Linked DNA regions of Pan troglodytes: region 1 is linked to region 2. A link is a contact called in public Hi-C data. All regions are on one chromosome and are shown on one strand. Each heading gives the region's core, a stretch centred on a gene start, on an enhancer-like site or on the middle of the called end of the contact. The rest is flanking DNA. Distances are from core to core; before and after follow the strand shown.

Region 1 (6,136 bases), core at 1,628-4,127, 51 kb before region 2:
GCGGAGGGGTCATCTTCACCATCTACAATGTGACGACAGGTGGGCCCACATATGAACTGCCATGGGGAAGATGGGCTTGTCCACACCACTGCGTAACCCCTTCTCCAGCCAGTCCCATCAACTCAAGCCCGTTTCTGGGTGTTCTTGGGCCCCCTGCCCTGCCCCATTTGCCTCAGCTATGCAAAGCCCTTGTGTCAACTCCTGTCCCTGTGTTAGCCCAGAGTCCATCTCATAATGCAGAGATGGAAACTGAGGCCTAGAGCAGGCCAGGGGCTGTCTGCAGGGTCCATGACCGCTCACCTGCCCTGCCCTACTCCAGGGAAGGTGGAGGTCATCAATGCCCGGGAGACGGTGCCGGCCAGCCACGCCCCGAGCCTGCTGGACCAGTGTGCACAGGCTCTGCCACTGGGCACAGGTGACGCCCCATGGAGGTCCCCCACTCCCACCCCCCAGGCCATTAGGACTAATCAGAACACCCCCGCAAAGGAGCAGCGCCTCACGGACAGGCTGTGACTCCCTGGCACGGGGGGACACGGAGCCTGTGGGGAACCCCCAGCCCCAACCTGCAGGGATTGAGAAGGTCCCCCTTGGGAACGGGCTCTCTGAGGTGATCCAGGGAGAGGGACCAGGCTGGACAAAGGCCTGGAGGGTTCAGTGGAGATGGGTTGGCGGGGCAGGGTGGGGCTCCTGGGGCCAGTTTGTGCAGGGCCCCTTGGGCTTGGCCATGGACTTTGTGGGGAGCCACAGGTGATTTGAGCAGGGAGGGACGTGATCGGGTGTGGGCTCCAGAAAGCTCACTCTGGCTGCTGTAACTGGGGGGCCACATGTAGGGGTGATGGCAAACCTGGGAAGGCCTGGAAGCCACAGGGTTGAGAGCTGGGATGTGCCATGCAGGGGCCCAGTGGATCGGGGTGCCCGGGGAGCTCCGCGGCTATGCCGAGGCCCACCGCCGCCATGGCCGCCTGCCCTGGGCGCAGCTGTTCCAGCCCACCATCGCGCTGCTCCGAGGGGGGCATGTGGTGGCCCCTGTCCTCAGCCGTTTCCTGCACAACAGCTTCCTGCGGCCTTCCTTGCAGGCGTCAACCCTGCGGTGAGCCCCACATGGTGGCCCTGGGTTCCTGGGTTCAAGGCCATATCCTGTCTGGGCCCAGTCCACACCCCAGCTCTGCCTCAGTCCCTCTTACACCGGAGGATTGACCCTCGGGGTGCTGGCCAGGACAAAGAGTACTTTTCATGGCCCTTCCAGCTCCCCATGGCAGAGCCTAACTTGCGGTTAGGCTGCGGGGAGTTTATTGCCCAAGTGATAGGACTCCAAGGTGTGGATTTGGGCTCTGCCACCCGCCCTGGGGCCCCGGCCTCCTTCTCCCTCTCTCTGGCATGGCAGGAGGGCTTCAACTGCCACTCTCACCCTCCCCACCCAGCCCACTGATAGGCCCTCCCAGGAGTGAGATGACAGGCCCTAGGTGGACCCAGGCCCCACTGGGAAATTTGCCTTCCCTGGACCAGGGCCATGAGCTGGGTGAGTGGTGTCAGTCCCACCACCTCCTAGAGAATCAGTTCCCCGGTGTCCACCCCAGTGCCTCGGGACCCTGGGCCAGGGCGCCCCCCACTGTAGGGTCCTGAGGACTCCACCCATGAGAGCCCCGGAAGAGTGTGGCTGCCTCTGGGACCTGGCCCCACCCTGAGGCTCCCCCCACCCCCCAGCCAGCTCTTCTTCAACGGGACAGAACCCCTGAGGCCTCAGGACCCACTCCCATGGCCTGCACTGGCCACCACCCTGGAGACCGTGGCCACAGAGGGCGTGGAGGTCTTCTACACGGGGAGGCTGGGCCAGATGCTGGTGGAGGACATTGCCAAGGAAGGTCAGCCTCCCTGAGGTTCCATACCCCATCCCTGCTGGAGGAAGAGCCAAGTTCTGGGCACTGGGGGTTGAGGGCAGGCTCCTTCCCAGGCCCTGAGGGAGTGCAGGCGGTGCCCGGGACCCCGAGAGGCCATGCACCTAGCTCTGCCGGCCCAAGGACCCCTGTGGTCCAGGACCTCAGAGAGCAGAGCCTGCGGGTTAGGGCCAGCAGAGGGGCGTTACCGATGGTCACGGCAGGTCTGGGTAGCCGAGCTGACCATTCTCACAGGCTCTCATAAGCCAGCTCCCTCTCCCATCTTCCCTTTCCTTTCCCCAGCCTCCCTGCCTCTGGTCTCTGTCCACCCCTCCACGCCTGGCCCCAAGGGGCCAGTCCTGAGGCCACTGCCTACAGACCTACCATCATCCTGTGTCCACAAGGCAAAAGCATGAGTGGAATCCCATTGTGTGACCTGACAGCAGTGGCTATTCCTCCCTGCCTCAGTTTCCCATCTGTTCATGGAGCCCTCTCCTTCTCATCCCAGGGAGCCAGCTGACGCTGCAGGACCTGGCCAAGTTCCAGCCCGAGGTGGTGGACGCCCTGGAGGTGCCCCTGGGGGACTATACCCTGTACTCACCACCGCCGCCTGCAGGGGGTGCCATTCTCAGCTTTATCCTCAACGTGCTAAGAGGTAAAGCCCTGCCCAGAGCCCTGGCGCCCACCCCCTCCCCCGCACCCCCGGCCCCCGGGAACTCAGACTCCAAGCCCAAGCCCAGCCAAGGCCCAGCTCAGCCTCCTCCTCCATAAACCGGGTTCACAGATGCACAATATGAAGACAGAGCTGTGGAAACCAATCAGGATGGTGGGTTTTAGAGCTGGCCTCCAGCTCGACACATACGTGAGGCTTTGCTGAAGGGCGTGATATCATTCGTCCAGAGTCCTCCTCCCACTGGGTGACCAGTCCCAGACACAGAAGCAGGTGGGCTGTGTGGGTGGTGAGCTGCCTGTCAGGGGCGTGCACCTGGGGGAGCGAAGCCAGCCTAGCCCAAGGCAGCCTGCAGGGGGGTTCTGGCAGTGCTGAGGCCTGGGGCTGCCTGCGCTGGCTTAATATTAGTGTCCTGTGTCTGCCATTACAAATCACCACAAGCTTGGTGGCTTAAAATAACAGAAATGTGTCCTGTCACAGTTCTGGAAGCCAGAAGCCCGATATCTAGGTGTCCACAGGGCTGCATTCCGTTGGGGGCTCCAGGGGAGAATCTGTTCTTTGCCTTGTTGACCTAAATAAAAAACAGAACAAGGCTCTCAAAGAAAATGATGTTTGTTCCAGAGTAGGCATCGCGGTAGGAATACCCATGCTAGGGTAAACTATGTGTGTATTCAGGGAGGTGAAGGAAGACAAAAGTTTTCAAAGAGAAAATGAGGAAGATTATATAACTTTTTTGTTTACAATCAATGATAATTTATTGTACATTTTATTTTTTTCATTGCATTATTATTATTATTATTATTAATTATTGAGACGGTGTCTTGCTCTGTCGCCTAGGGTAGAGCACAGTGGCACAATCTCGGTTCATTGCAAACTCTGCTTCCTGGGTTCAAGCAATTCTCCTGACTCAGCCTCCCAAGTAGCTGGGATTACAGGCATGGGCCACCACACGCCGCTGATTTTTATCTTTTCTTTTTTTCCTTTTTTTTTTTTCTTTTTAGACAGAGTCTCAATCTGTCACCCAGGCTAGAGTGCAATGGCACGATCTCAGCTCACTGCAACCTCTGCCTCCCAGGTACAAGCAATTCTCCTGCCTCAGCCTCCCAAGTAGCTGGGATTACAGGCGCTTGCCACGACACCGAGTTAATTTTTGTATTTTTGGTAGAGATGGGGTTTTGCCACATTGGTCAGGCTGGTCTTGAACTTCTGATGTCAGGTGATCCGCCCACCTCGGCCTCCCAAAGTGCTGGGATTACAGGCATGAGCCACCGCGCCCAGATGATTTTTATCTTTTTAGTAGAGACGGGGTTTCACCATGTTGGCCGGGCTGGTCTTGAACTCTTGACCTTAACTGATCCACTTGCCTCAGCCTCCCAAAGTGCTGGGATTCCAGGCGTGAGCCACCTCTGCCTGGCTATTTTATTTTTATTTCATTAGTTTTTGGGGAACAAGTGGTGTTCGGTTGCATGGAAAAGTTATTTAGTGGTGATTTCTTTTTTTTTCTTTTTTTTTTTTTGAGATGGAATCTCACTCTGTGGCCCAGGCTGGAGAGCAGTGGCATGATCTTAGCTCACTGCAACCTCTGCCTCTGAGGTTCAAGCAATTCTCCAGTCTCAGCCTCCTGAGTAGCTGGGATTACAGGTGCACGCTACCAAGCCTGGTTAATTAATTAATTAATTTATTTATTTATTTATTTAATTTTATTTTTTTAGTAGAGATGGGGTTTCACCATGTTGGCCAGGCTGGTCTTAAACTCCTGACTTCAAGTGATCTGCCTGCCTCAGCCTCCCAAAGTGCTGGAATTACTGGCATGAGCCACCGCATCTGGTCTTTAGTGGTGATTTCTGAGATCTTGATGCACCCATCACACAAGCAGTGTACACTGTACCTAGTGTGTAGTCTTTTATCCCTCATTCCCCTCCCACCCTTCCCCTTGAGTTCCCAGAGTCCATTAGAGCATTTTTCTTTTCCTCTGAGACAGAGTCTCGTTCTGTCGCCAAGGCTGGAGTGCAATGGTGCGTCTCGGTTCACTACAAACTCTGCCTCCTGGGTTCAAGCGATTTTCCTGCCTCAGCCTCCCAAGTAGCTGGGATTACAGGCGCCTGCCACCACAACTAATTTTTTTTTTTTTTGTATTATTAGTAAAGATGGGGTTTCACCGTGTTGACCAGGCTGCTCTTGAACTCCTGACCTCAGGTGATCTGCCTGCCTTGGCCTCCCAAATTGCTGGGATTACAGGTGTGAGCCACCATGCTGGGCCCCATTATATCATTCCTTCTTTTTTTTGGAGATGGAGTTTTGCTCTTGTCACCCAGGCTGGAGTGGAGTGCAATTGCACGATCTCAGCTCACTGCAACCTCTGCCTCCCGGTTCAAGCGATTCTCCTGCCTCAGCCTCCCGAGTAGCTAGGACTACCCATGTGTGCCACCATGCCCGGCTAATTTTTGTATTATTAGAGACAGGGTTTCATCATGTTGGCCAGACTGCTCTCGAACTCCTGACCTCAGGTGATCCATCTGCCTCGGCCTCCCAAAGTGTTGGGATTATAGGCATAAGCCACCATGCCCGGCCCATTATATCATTTTTATTCCTTTGCGTCCTCATAGCTTAGCTTTGGTATATAACTGTTTCGGGCCTGGCATGGTGGCTCACGCCTGTAATCCCAGCACTTTGGGAGGCCAAGGCAGGCAGATCACGAGGTCAGGAGATCAAGACCATCCTGCCTAACACAGTGAAACCCTGTCTCTACTAAAAATACAAAAAATTAGCCAGGCGTGGTGGTGGGCACCTGTAGTCCCAGTTGCTTGGGAGGCTGAGGCAGGAGAATGGTGTGAACCCAGGAGACAGAGCTTGCAGTGAGCTGAGATCACGCCACTGCACTCCAGCCTGGGCAACAGAGTGAGACTCTGTCTCAAAAAAAAAAAAAAAACTGTTTTGAAATGATCATCCTTGGCTAGTAGGATGCACGGAAAAGTGATAAGGGTGGCACTGGACAGGCCACTCGTGGGCAGATGTCTTTGCAGAAGTATTTTTTGTGTAAGATTGTGATGGCCTTCTTGTAAGGTTGTGAGCTGTTGTGTTTTTGAGGCAGGGTCTTGCTCTGTCACCTGGGCTGGAGTGCAGTGGCACTGTCAAGGCTCACTGCAGCCTCAACCTCCTGGACTCAAGCAATCCTCTCACCTCAGCCTCCCAAAGTTTTGGGATTACAGGCATGAGCCACTGCACCCAGCCGAGAACGGGGCACTTGTGCACGAGAGTCCTGTCTTCATGGCCTTTCCCTGGCTCTATTTTTCAGAGTTTTTTTTTTTTTTTTGAGACGGAGTCTTGCTCTGTTTACTAGGCTGGAGTGCAGTGGCACAATCCTGCCTCACTGCAACCTCCTCCTCCCGGGTTCAAGCAATTCTCCCTCCTCAGCCTCCCTAGTAGCTGGGATTACAGGCACCCACCATCATGCCCGGATAATTTTTGTATTTTTGTAGAGATGGGGTTTCACCATGTTGGTCAGGCTGGTCTTGAACTCCTGACCTCAGGTGATCCACCAGCCTCGGCCTCCCAAAGTGCTGGGACTACAGGTGTGAGCCACTGTGGCTGG
Region 2 (5,716 bases), core at 515-3,014:
CCATCATGGAGCCTGAGTAGGGCAATATCTCCAGGCAGAAGTCCCGGAAATCCAAGCAGCAGGTGCCAAGGCCAGAGCACGTCGGGTGGCAGGAACATGGCCCGTCCAGGGCGCCACAGCGCATGGAGCAGCTCTCTTGGGCATCTGGAGGAGAGGATGCTGAGGGCCTGGCCCGGCGGGTGCTGGACTGGCTGCCCCATGTGCAGGGCCTGTCTGTTTCTCCCACAACCCATTAGACAGCAGCATCCCCAGGAGAATGCTGACCAGGAACTGCACAGGCCACCACGTGGACACGGTAGAAAGCCACAGGGCCCGTGGGGATGGGATGAATCTTAGCACAGACCATCTGGCTGTTGCCCTGACTGACAGGCTAGAATGCAGCGAGAAGAGGCAAAAAGCTGCATCCGCTCAGCCCTGCGGGTCAGGAGAAGCCCCTGGGCACGACTGCCCTTCAGCCACCAAGTCCTCTATCCCACAGGCAGGGGTCCTCAGTGGGCCACGGTAGCCAGAGCCCTCGACCTCTCTTGGCTCCCCAGGGTGTCTGTGGTCAGCACGCCTTCTGGGGGCCCTGAAGCCTGCAGAAGAACCCCTCTTGCTTGCCTGGACTGGGGTGGGGGATATGGCTGCCAAGAGTCTCATTTGAGGCCTGGTAGGGAATGGTGCAGGGTCTGAACGTGACACTTCTCGCTCTCCCAGGGGCTGCAATTGAGACCCCAAAGACAGCTCTGCCCTCAGGGCAGAAGGCCAGGGCCGCTCCCCTCCTTTCTGGGGAGAGGAGGGACATTTCAAGCAGGGGTCCCAGCAGTGGGGAAAGGGAAGTGGGGGTGCACACCACAAGGGGCTGTGGGCACCGGGCCCAAAACTTCTCCTGTGGGCCATAAGACCGGTGGGCAAGGCCATATTTCCAGGGGCTGGCATGAAGGAAGGGTTGCAGGGAGGGACTGGGGCGGGTGCATGCACCCAGGCTGGAATCGCACTTCCCTGGCCCTTCCCCGTCCCCCATCAAAAGAGGCCAGTCGAGGGCCAGGCCTGGGCCTGAGCCACCCTGCTGGCCCCACTTCACCAAGTGCAGTGCCTGGCACTTAAAAGCAACAATAAATATGTATTGGCCAAGGATTTGGTGGCGCACAGGGGTCGGGGGAGGAGGCCGAGAGATGCTTGCAAGTGAGCTAAGTGGTGGCAGGAGGGTCGATGGGAAATGGGGTGGGGGGCGGGGGGCAGCCTGGGGCCAGTGTCCTGGTTCTGGAGTTCGGGGCCTTCCCTAGACTTTCCTGGATTCAGCCCCACCCTGATGAGGACCCACAATCCTGGCTCCCCCTCCGTGATCCCGCCCTGTCAGGGCTGGGGACACAGGCGGAGGCCTCTGCTGGTCTCCCCCGCCTCCCTCCTAGCTACCAGCAGGTTTAGGGTGGGCCCGGCTCAGACCTCCCATCCCCATGGGCTGCCCCTCCACATGGACCCTCAGAATTTCTTCCCATCACCCCTAGCACAGCCACAGATGGCCTGACAGATGGACAGAGGCTGAGCCCAGAGGGATGTCAGCCCAGGCCTGGCTGCAGACAGATGGACAGACAGACGGGGGCACAGAAGGGCAGGGAGGCATACCTGCTGTGGGTCCGGGGCCCGGGCCGGGGGCTGTCGCCAGCAGCAGCAGGGCCCAGGGCAGGAGGGCTGGCTTCATGGTGCAGCCTGTGTCTGCAGCCAGCAGTGCAGTGGCTCCGAGGCGAGGCGGCCAGACAAGCTCACTCCCTGCTGGCCTGGCCCCGCCCGCCCTGCACTCTGCGGCACCGCCCCGCCCCGCCCCTCCCCGCCCCTCCCCACCCAGTCCCCTCTCAAAGTCCACAGGTGCCTGCGTGGACCAGCAAGGCCCAAGTTGCCCCGTTAGCACATTCCTGGCCCGCAGGCCTGGGTCGGCCCTGGGACCCTGTGGGAGGGTGAGGAGGCCGGAGCCTCCAGCTGCAGGACCTTTGGCAGGCGATGAGCCGGATGTCCAGAGGCCGAAGCTCAGACCCTGGGTCCCAGCCCCGCCTTGCATGCAGGGCGAGCCGGGCGGGGCTGAAGCAGAGGATGGGATGCGCAGGGTGAATAAGGCAGGGCTGTTTTAGCTCCAGGGAGGATTCCAGACTCTGTGGCCCTGACATTGACCTCCATCTCTAGCCCTCATCTTCCTGCAGGAAGGAGGTGCACCCAACTCATCCTCAGGGGGAGGCAGGAGCTGTTTGGGTCAGACACAGGCTGAGCCCTGGGGCGGAGGCAGCTCTGCAGGGGTCCCCTCTGGAGGGAGGAAGGAGGAAGGGGAGAGAAGGTACCCAAGCCCAGCGGGGGGCCCAGAAGGGAGACAGGTCCCATCCCCGGGCTCCAGAGATGCCACCACCCAGGGAAGCCTTGGCTGTCCCAGCCACACCTAATCCTGCCGCTCAGAGTTTGCATAATTTAATCAGTGTTCACCTCCCTTCTTGAGCAGATGAGGAAACTGAAGCTCAGATGCAGACAGGCAAGGCCAAGCCAGGCCCTTGGTGGCTTCTGGGAGCTCCTGCAGCCAGGGCGGGTGGTAAGGGCTGCGGCCTGGGACTGGTCATTTGGGCCCTGCCACCTGGGCTGGACATCCAGACAGGCGGGTGGTCCTCTCCCAGCTGCAGCTTCTCAAGGTGTCCAAAAGGGACCCTTGCCACACTTGCAGGGAGTCAGAGCTGGCCCCAGGGCATGAGCTTAGGCCATCTGGTCTGTGATCTGCCCCAGCGCTTGCGGCCAAGCCAGCCCATTGTTCCCCGGCCTGTTCTCTCTCTTGCCTGGGTGGTGCCTGCTGGGAACCACAGGGTGTTGGCAGCCACCCGTGGCTCCAGAGAGGTGGCCCCTACTGAAAGTGTTAGAGGCGTGTGCTGGGGGACTTGGCTCCTGAGTCCCCACACAGAGCTGTTCCAGGGAAGCCACACCCGCATTTGATGTCTTCCCACCTCCCAAAGACATTTGGTGAGAGGCCCCCAAGACCTTCAGCTTCTCAGGGACTGTTTCCAGAGGGGAGAAAGTCCCTTAACCCACAATGGCGCTCAGGGCACCTCTGCAGGTGAGTGTCCTGTAAGTGGACGCTCAGGTGCTGAGCCAGGGAGAGCCTGTCTCCTGGCCCCAGGCTGGCGAGGGCATTCATCCCAGGCCCAGGGCTGAAGTTGCTCCCTACAGCACTGGGTGCAGGGGAGGGTCTGAGGTGTCCGTCCTCCTGTAGGTGAGGCTCCAGGGAGGGGTGCTGGGGGATCGGCTGAGACAGTTCCCGGGAACTGGAGGAGGGAGAGCTGCTGCTTCCTGTTTCTGGCCTGGGCACCGTTGCTGCGCGTGTCTGGAGACAATGGAAGTGCGGTAGAGGCTAGGTGTGCAGTCTGGGAAGCTCCATACCCCAGGCCCTGCAGGGAGGGGGCGTCAGCTGAGTAACTGGGGCTGGCTTATCTCAGCCCCCCGAAAGGCGGGTTCAGCCAGACCCATCTGGGGCCACCAAGCCTCTGGTTCCAAAAGGGCGGTGCCCAGCCCTTTACGCCTTTCCACCTGGGTGGTGGGCATGTCCAGCCCATGAGGGGCACAGGGCAGTGAGGAGGGTCCCCATCTCCATCCTGGACAGAGAGCCTGCTCCATGGGAGGTCCCAGGGCCAGGAGGGCCCCTGCGGTGCTGGGAGGGGAAGAGAGTTGTGAAGGGTGCCAGCTTTAGGGGCTTAATGCTCTGTAGGGCCTGCCTTAAAATCCTTAATCATTTTTGGTCAGACATGGTGGTGGCTCAGGCCTGTAATCCCAGCACTTTGGGAGGCCAACGTGGGTGGATCACTTGAGGTCAGGAGTTTAAAACCAGCCTGGCCAACATGGTGAAACTCCGTCTATACTAAAAATACAAAAATTAGCCGGGCGTGTTGGCGTGTGCCTGTGATCTCAGCTACTCGGGAGGCTGAGGCAAGAGAATCGCTTGAATCCAGAAGGCGGAGGTTGCAGTGAGCTGAGATCATGCCACTGCAGATCGTGCCACTGCATTCCAGCCTGGGAGACAGAGTGAGACTCCATATCAAAAAAAAAAAAAAAAAAAAAAAAAAAAATCCTTAATCCTTTTTGATCAAGGAGCTTCATATTTATGTCTTGCACTGAGCCCAGCTATTCTGTGACTGGCCACATTAGGGCGACTGTGATGGGAGTTAAGTACCCTCCCTGCCGGCCCCATCCCCCCTTTCCCTCCCTGACAGCCCCCTCCTCCCAGCCTCTCAGCTGCCCCAGCCCTGCCTGCCCTCCCACCGTACAGCCTCCCACCCACTGGCACCCAGGTGCGTTCTGGGGATGCACCTAACTCCCCTTTGAAGCCTGGCTCCAGCTGCACTAGAGGCGTCTGCCTGGCCCAGCCCCGAGTCAGCTCTCTCCTTATCCCACTGGGCACCCCCAGCCGCTGCTTTGGTTGCCTGGCTGGTCCCTGAGATGCTGGAGAAGGAGGGGGGCTAGGCCCTGCCCTATGGACTATGGCAGTAAAGGCCCAGAATCCCTGGGGACAGCAACTCTCCGCCCGAGACTCTGCCAGATTGCCCCCTAGAGGTGAGCAAAGAGGCAAAGACAACTGTTCCATCTTTATTAGAAAAGCAACCAAAAAAAGGGTGAGGGGTGAGCCTGGCCCTAAAGGACCCCTCCACTGTGACACAGGCAGAGCCGGCTCATCCCGGCGTCGAGGGGTGGATATGGCCAGCTGGGTGTGGGCAGATTTACAAAGTCAACACTTCATAGAAAAGGATGCCGCCTGGCGTGCAGATGGCGACCAATCCACCTTCACATGGCTAAGGCGGGCCCCTCCTCCTCTGGGCTCCCATGCGGTGTGGACAGCCTGACCTGGGTACAGGGAGGATGCCATGAGGAGGTGGGCTGGGCAGGCCTGGGGGCTGTGTGGGGAGTGGCATCCATGTGGGCCTCTGGTCCTGCCCAGGGTCCTGCCCAGGGGAAATTCCAGGCCTGGCTGGTCCCCTGGGGCGTGGCGGTGGGGCTGCAGTGGCCCCTCAAATGTCCATGTAGTCGTCGTCCTCGTCTGTCTCGCTCTCCAGCGAGGACTCCTGGCTGGATGTCTCCAGGACCTCCAGGGCTGGCTGGCATAGGCTCTCCTTCCTCACGTTGGCAGCAGACTGGGCAGAAAGGATGGCTGACTGCGGAGAGGGCCGGGCGGGGCACTGGTCAAGGATGGCTGGGCTCTGCCCCAAGCCCCTCTGCCACCTTCACCCCTGCCCCAGGCCCCCCTCCCACCCTCACCCCTGCCCCAGGCCCCTATGCCATCCTCACCCACACCCCAGGCCCTCCTGCCACCCCCACCCCCACCCTAGGCCCCCTTTGTAACCTATGCCTCCCACCCACACATGGCTCCAGCCCAGCCCCTGAGGTCACCTTCAGCTTCTGCTTGGTCTCCTCCGAGATGCTGCCTTTGGGGGAGAGCAGGGTTGGGGTGGGTGGCGTGACGGTGATCTCAGGGGGGAACTTGGTGGCGGCGGAGGGGATGACCAGCTTTGGCATGTTGGGCAGGGGGCGGGACTTAGCCCGGCTGGGCTCAGGCTTGCCTGGGTGACCCTCTGGTGGCTGGGCACTCCCACTGCTGGGGGCCTTGGAGCTGGCAGCTGTTGAGGGAGAGCTCAGGGGCTGAGTCTCACTCGCAGCCTCCTGAGCCTCCCCATCCCTTCTCGGTTCAGGCCTCAGTTTCCCCTCTGGAAGACAAAGGTAC

Evidence for each region. A called contact is a pair of places that touch in the nucleus more often than the background predicts.
Region 1: a contact with region 2 is called in a Hi-C map of induced pluripotent stem cells, with 2.5 times the contacts expected there. The contact joins the enhancer-like site here to the promoter of SUSD2 in region 2. A contact is called at or near these places in 2 of 7 Hi-C or Micro-C datasets (induced pluripotent stem cells and stem cell-derived neural progenitor cells).

The regions. Positions count from the first base shown.
Region 1 is chr23:26,196,827-26,202,962 of NHGRI_mPanTro3-v2.0_pri, reverse strand. It overlaps GGT5 (gamma-glutamyltransferase 5), which reads left to right. Exons shown (of 12, transcript NM_001280452.1): 2 at 1-39; 3 at 320-415; 4 at 895-1,090; 5 at 1,705-1,862; 6 at 2,383-2,529. Among named protein-coding and RNA genes, the nearest start is that of GGT5, 15 kb to the left of the region's middle. Within about 2 kb of position 2,877, at least 2 of the 24 cell types and tissues checked have an H3K27ac peak or open chromatin away from gene starts, as enhancers often do. A contact at or near this core is called in induced pluripotent stem cells, where this site is marked.
Region 2 is chr23:26,145,597-26,151,312 of NHGRI_mPanTro3-v2.0_pri, reverse strand. SUSD2 (sushi domain containing 2) reads right to left here and starts at 1,764. Exons shown (of 15, transcript XM_016939814.4): 1 at 1,606-1,764; 2 at 1-144. The coding sequence starts at 1,681. CABIN1 (calcineurin binding protein 1) reads right to left here. Exons shown (of 36, transcript XM_063808363.1): 35 at 5,386-5,612; 36 at 4,575-5,150. The coding sequence ends at 5,007.